Regions from separate parts of the Gasterosteus aculeatus genome. Here region 1 is linked to region 2. The links are chromatin contacts, called in public Hi-C maps. All regions are on one chromosome and are shown on one strand. The core of a region is the stretch at or near the end of the contact, and the rest is flanking DNA. Distances in the headings are between cores, read along the strand shown.

Region 1 (3,469 bases), core at 202-2,701, 57 kb before region 2:
ATGACACATTAGATACTGCTCTCTATGTTCATTCAGTTTTAGTCATTTTAAAGCAACTGATATGATAATACATTATTTACCTTTTTAAGATTTTTTTAAACATATGGAAATATCCTTTAGAGAAAAGACGGAGCAAGGCATTTAAAAACGCGCTATTCCTGCTCACCTGAGTGCTCACCCGGTGAGTGCACCTCTCCCATGCTGGAGGCTGGGGAGTCCGCCTGCTGGAGAGCTTTGAAGATGGCATTGGGGGAAATGTGCGTCTGCTCACTGCCGTCCTCCGACTCGCTCTGGCCGTTCTTGACGGACTTCCTCCGCCGGGGCTGGTATTTGTAGTCGGGGTGGTCCTTCTTGTGCTGCACCCGGAGCCGTTCGGCTTCCTCCACAAACGGCCGCTTCTCCCCTTCATTCAGAAGTCTGCGCGTAAAAAGCACCAACATATGAATTCATGGATTAAACAAACTGCCATCTACTTGTACTTTATGTGTCATTGCTCGACATTATACAGACGATTTGGTGTGCAGATACAACGGAGGTCGATATAATAAGACACCAACAACTCTCCTTCCATCGTAATGTGTGTGTTACAGCTGAATAGCGCAGCGTGCACACTTACCTCCAGAGTTTCCCCAGAGTTTTGCTGAGCTCTGCGTTGTGCAGGTGAGGATACTGATCAGCCAGCTTCCTGCGCGCAGCCTGAGCCCACACCATGAAAGCATTCATCGGTCTTTTCACGTGAGGCTTGTTCTTAGAGGACCCGTTAACGCGCACTGGCATAGGCACAAGAGTCCAGTCGTAGCCCTTGAGCACCTGGGACACTGCCTCGCGGATGCAAGCGGGAAATTTATCGTCCTCATCCTTCTTAAACTCTCCATCTAGACCGAGTAGCCCGTTCTCAGATGGCCGGGTGTTCTCTGTGTCGGAGCCCGAGCCGGACGGGCACGGAGATCCCGCGGAGTCCTCGGACATGCTCGGGCTCGGGGCGTCGGAGAGACACTTGTCTTGTTCCTCCGTCATCTTCAGGTAAGGGTCGAGGAGATTCATACGAAAAACTGTGTGGTGCCAAATTACGCTTGAAACGAAGGAGTTTCTACTGCTCTCTCGTGAGAGGTAAAACGTCCCTAAATGGACCACCTTTTTCCTGTACAACTTTGATCTTTTAACTTAGAGAACCGCACCGAAAAACGACGACTGGTTATCTTTCGCTCCGGTGCGTAAAACCGATTTGGAGCGAGAGTGTCTTTACGCACGGGTGTCCGATGGACTCCGAGGAGGAGTGGGTTTTCTGCGAGCCGGCCCGCACTTAAAAAGGGTAAAAACAAAAAGAACAAGCCAGCTGGTTAGAGTTCACTCTTAACTCGGTAGGATGAAACGGTAAAGTGCTCCTCTCTGGTCTCCAAGTACAATCCCCAGAACGTGTGAGTGCTTTGAACTGCAAACCTCACGCATGGGATCTTTATAAGACCGCTGCCATGCCGCACAGGAAAGCCCAGATCTGATTGGATAACAGAACGTGACGCCAAACTGAAGGAATTCGATACCGCTTTTTCCCCCACCACTAACCAGCACACAAAACACACACTTTCCCTAAAACACGCACACACGCACACACGAGCCAGTCAGTATGCATAGAGCTTAATCCGGCTTGATTTTCCAATAGATTATAACAACGCTTTATGGTGAAACATTTTTACAACTGCAATTTAATCAGACGAACGGAATACATTAATTAATGCGTCTTCTACTTTTATAGAGGGAACAACTTTTTTGTTTTTACGAGGGGAAATAATGAAATACAAATTAGTTGCTAAAGCATGATAAGTATAATTAAGCCCGAGAGAAAACGATATCATAGAGCCAATGCAATTTTCGTTATTCTGCATCATAAACAGCCAAAAACACTTAATATTGCTACATTTAATTTAATTTTCTTCTGTTTTAAAATGTCCCTCTCCATGCCGGCTCTATACAGTTACCCCCTGTGGTCAATAGGGGGAGACAGCAGTCTAGGAACACGGAAAGTTTTCCCCCTTCCCTTGCTGAGAGTAGGCAAAGGCTGAGGGTGGACGTGTGGGGGGGAGGGGGGGAGAGGGAGCTCCAGCTCGAGCAGACTGCTGCAGAGCAACAGCTGGCGTCTAAAACCAGCTCCTGATTCATATCGCTCATTTGATTTCCAGCAGCAGAGCAGCGACCCGGTGAACAGCGATTTTTGTGCAATTTGGGACATTTTTTTCAAGGTATCATACAGAGGCAAACATTTGATTAAATGTTTTACTGGTATCCTACTATTTTTGTTAACTTTGCAAAAGAACGCACAACACATTTTCAGCATATAACCAGTGGCAGAGGAGCAGCGAGGCCTTTCACTATAGCAAAGGTTCTGCATTCCAAAACTTCACCTATTTCAAAAGTTTAAACCCATGGTGTGAGACATTTCTAAAATAAGACGAAAAAGTCTCCCACATCTGAATAAAACATAAGAGCGCTAATGCCCAAATGTGGGATGTCCTCAACAAGTGGGGAACTGCTCCAAAGACAGTGAATTAGGAAAGATGTGACTCAGGGCAATGTTGTGATTTTTTTGACTTTTTTTTAGGCCTTTTAGTGTCGCAGGTCATTTTAAATACTTTACAAACTTTTGGTAGTGTAATCTGGTAAAATACATAATATTTCTACTTGGAATTAAAAAAATCTTAAAATGCAAACTAACCAGTAGATATAACTTTTGCTGTTTAAATGTATTGGAGTGGTACATGCAATATGTCCCTCCAAAATGTAGAAGTTGCAACAGATAGAGGTAGTCGAGTACATGCACCTTCAAATTGTACACGAGCATAATACTTGAGTAAATGTGCTACTTGGTACTGACAGCTGTATTAATGTGCGTCATCAATGAGTGTATTTTCACCTCTCTGAACACACCGACACACACACGGCCCCTTTGTCCTCCCTCTTCACCCGAACACAGTGCGACTCTCCAATCCCAGTGAGGTGAAGAGCTCTGCTCTCTGATGCTAACCTGCCTGCACACGCCCCCTTCTGATTGTTTATTATGCTTTGTGGAGATGTGGAAATGTAAATCTCAGTTCAGCCTAATGTGGACAACGTGTGCTACCTGAAGTTGCTTTTAATAGCTCACAGATGTCACGTGGAGCTATTTTCACCGCTCCGCCTGCTCGGCTGCTCCGGAGCTAAATACACGGATCCCCTCTCTACCTCCCCCCACCCATCAACAGATAAAACCCTTTTTCTTTCTCTGCATTATGTTGCTTGTTTGTATTCACTGCTTGAACTCTGAATCACACGGTGATGCTTTCTCTCCCACGATCATAGGCCTGTGGTTCCGAAACACTAAAGGCCTAACATGATTGGCCTCGTCCACCCCCCCCGGACAGTTTATTTACACAGGACAGGCTTATTTAAGATTCTCGCTCTGAACACAAATAGGAGGGAGCAGCCTGGCTCTGCG
Region 2 (3,342 bases), core at 480-2,979:
GTGACATGATCTTCATATATTAAATGAATCTAGGGTTTCCCCCACCACTGTACGGTACCGGCACCCCGTCCATTTACAATTAGCCACCAATCTCTACGCACGAGGGAGTTCCGTAACGATGGGAACACGGACGTGCGCATGCACACACAGCGGACAGAGAGTGCGCGCCGGAAGAAGTCGACCATTGCGCACCTCCACCCCGGTCCGTCCGCGTAACCAGTCCCCAGCGGCCACAAAGCTGTGAACCACTCAGGGAAACACTCAGCGTGGTTACATGGATTCGAATAACTAATAACTGGCTTGGTCGGACTGAAATCAAATTATCCGTTTCATGTAAACACCTTTTTTTCGACTATGTGCGGTCCGAGTACGATCCGACTAACACCCCTGGATAACTCGATCCGATCCAGTTGATAGTTCGACTATTGCGGCATGTAACGGTGAATTGGATAAGGAACTGGACTTTGCGTCTTTGCGCATGCTTGAGATCCCGACGGCATCTTCTCTCCGTTATCAAATCAGCCAATAGCGCCATTTGCATTCGCTGTACTCCTATTAACATTATGCAAAAATAGTAGAAGGATGTAGCTTCACCTTGCTCTCCATTCGCCATCTTTCTCGTAATGTTGATGTTGTTGTTGTTGGTTGTTGTTGGTAGTGGTGAAGAGGTCAAGCGGAAATGGCTGTATCACAACTAGTTGTAATGAAAACAGCGCCAACTATCGTATCGGATATGACATGCTTTCGGCCAAGGATTCGATTTATTCACTGCCATGTATATTGGGATAATAGCACTTGCCCCGAAAGATAGCATAGTCCAACTAAGCAAAGATTCGAATTATACCATCATGTAAACACACTGACTGTAATCCATTCTGTTCTTGTGCTTTCTCAGCCCGGGGTGGGGATGTGGTGGGGGGAGGGCCAAGAAGATTTAAGGGAGACTCCCACTTGGTCGGCTGACGTCGGCAAACCCCGGAACTGCCAAAGTTGTTTTTATTTAAAAAGGTGCAGGTCGTTTTTTTCCAGCGTTTGGGCGTGCCTGACAGCCACGTTAACGTGGAGAAGACCTATCAATTTTTTTTTGTAATTTTTATAAAATGTCCTCTTTAAAGAAACTAACACTTGGATATAAGCAGTAAGACCACAATATTCATGCTTAACATTTCACTAGGTATGTATTGTGTGTGTGTGTGTGTGTGCGTGTGTGTGTGTGTAAAGGTAGAGGAGATTTACTGCCCTAATCAAAAACTGGCCTACAGTTGGAAATGTAGCGTGAATGATGCCATGAAACTGTCCCCACTCTGATGCTGTGATTTATCACACAACATGGAAGTCATAAAAGAACACCAGTTAAGGAAAAAAATGAAAAAATCAAATCAACAACAGGGAACAAACTTTTACAAGCTGTCCTGTGTAGTGTACCCTGCGTGCGCGACCGTCAACGTTCCCTTCCCAGAAAAACAAACAAATGTACGTTTGGATATTTTCTTTTGCGCCCTGGATGTTACACAAACTCGTTTCCACCAGGATGATGCATCGCACCGCCAACCCTTCATCAATATGGATAATTACACTTTCTGCGAACTCGGTTGTGTAGTAAATATTGTTGCTCGGAATCGGGTTGTTATTCCCACGGTGGCTCACCGCAGCCCAGGCCTTCCTGAGATGAACCCGAGCATATCCCATGTGTCACAGTGTATCTGTGCTGAGAGGAAGCATGACCAACTGCACTTTGGCACTTCATTAAACAAATCATTGGAACGCTTATGCCACGAGACTGCATGGACTCCCATACAGAGAGCGAGAGGGTGGGTTAAACAATATTCTTTGTGTCCTTATGGAATAAGTCCTATATTTAAGTCCTGCCATCAAAGATCCATGAAAGAAAGTATATCATATTTAACTGCTTTAGGAGTAAAAATTAAGGGACGTGCCAAGGATTAAGAGAAAATAAGTGTTTTTACTGCCTGTCACCTCCAGGGTTGTAATCGCACTGGAATGATGAAGTTGTACCATGTAAAAATAAATCTTACCACAGCCAGTAAGACAAAGACAATAGATTTCTTCAGTAGTAGGGGGGGGGTGGTCCAAAAATTGAAGATTGTTCATATTGATGTTCCAAGGTTATAATATAGTATAAATTAACTATTGAACTAAGTGGAGATATTATTAGCCAATATGAATGCATTTCAAATTTAGAAAGTATCTGTCACTGGGACAAAACAAGACTCAATGTTCAGCCAAAGAGTGCAGGTCAGAGCACAGCCCAAAATAGAACAGGGAATCCTGACGCTTGTATTTAAAGGGGTGGGGAAACACCTCCTCCCATGTGTGTGTGACACATACATACGTACAGACAGAAACGGGAGGCTTGACTATAATAAATGAACTGCCACAGTGGTGCTATTTCAGGTTGGGTCACTAGAAAAATACAGGGCTGAAGGAACAGCTGGGGCTCCGATCCACATGTTCCCCTGCGTGTGACGCTTGTTTCTGCCTCCTGGCACACACCGACAGACAGACCGGCAAAGCAGATACAGACATAATACATCTTTCCGGGCTGTGTACGAAACACTCACTCCGTATGTCCCTTTTTCACTCTGCCTAGCTTTATCTCGACAGGATTTAGATTGATGAGGTTTTGATTATTTTGTCCGTTACATGAAAATAAAAGTCAAGTGATCCGATGAAAGCATGGTTTCCTGTGTCAGACCTTTTGTAGCACTATGGAGCTATTTCTTTGACCCCGTTTTGTTTGCCTTGCCCACAGGAATCAAAACAGAGTCTCACCATTGATGTCCCGCTGTTCAACTGATCAAGTGGTTACAGTAACACAACCACGCAATGCGCTAACGACGACGTCAAAGAGGACAAACTGTGCTGCTTTAAAATGCCTTAATGACGAAGAAAACACATTCAGCTTGTTTAAAAGACACTATGGGCTCTGGTAAGTAAAATTGAGTGTAACTAAGGTATTATCATTTCTCTGCACTTTCTATACGTCATTTAGGATCCAGACCTTTTCCGCTCTTTGACAGGCTGGTAGTGGGTTTGGGTTAGGCTAGAACTATTATGATTTATGTTTTGTTTGTCTTAGCAGTCCCCCCAAACGGCATACTCAAATATGCACACTCTTTAGTGACTGTTTGTTTTTTTGATGGACATAGGACAACGGCAGGTTAACATGAGCAGGGCAGAAGTGAAATCAAATTGTGGACTGAGTACCAATTAGTGGCAAATCAAAGTGAAAAAACCCTCTTCTCAGACGCCCATTCTGAAATATTTCATTTTGTTGTTTGGTCTACTTTAATTTGGGCACTGTGAAACCAAACAAGACTA

What was found. A called contact is a pair of places that touch in the nucleus more often than the background predicts.
Region 1: a contact with region 2 is called in a Hi-C map of skeletal muscle, with 4 times the contacts expected there. The contact joins the promoter of LOC120819579 here to the enhancer-like site in region 2. A contact is called at or near these places in 2 of 6 Hi-C or Micro-C datasets (both in skeletal muscle).

Annotation. Positions count from the first base shown.
Region 1 is chr5:5,231,740-5,235,208 of fGasAcu3.hap1.1, reverse strand. It overlaps LOC120819579 (transcription factor Sox-9-B), which reads right to left and starts at 1,451. Exons shown (of 3, transcript XM_040177121.2): 1 at 617-1,451; 2 at 167-417. The coding sequence starts at 1,044.
Region 2 is chr5:5,175,603-5,178,944 of fGasAcu3.hap1.1, reverse strand. No RefSeq gene overlaps it. Among protein-coding and RNA genes, the nearest start is that of LOC120819580, 31 kb to the left of the region's middle. Within about 2 kb of position 1,729, at least 1 of the 9 cell types and tissues checked has open chromatin away from gene starts, as enhancers often do.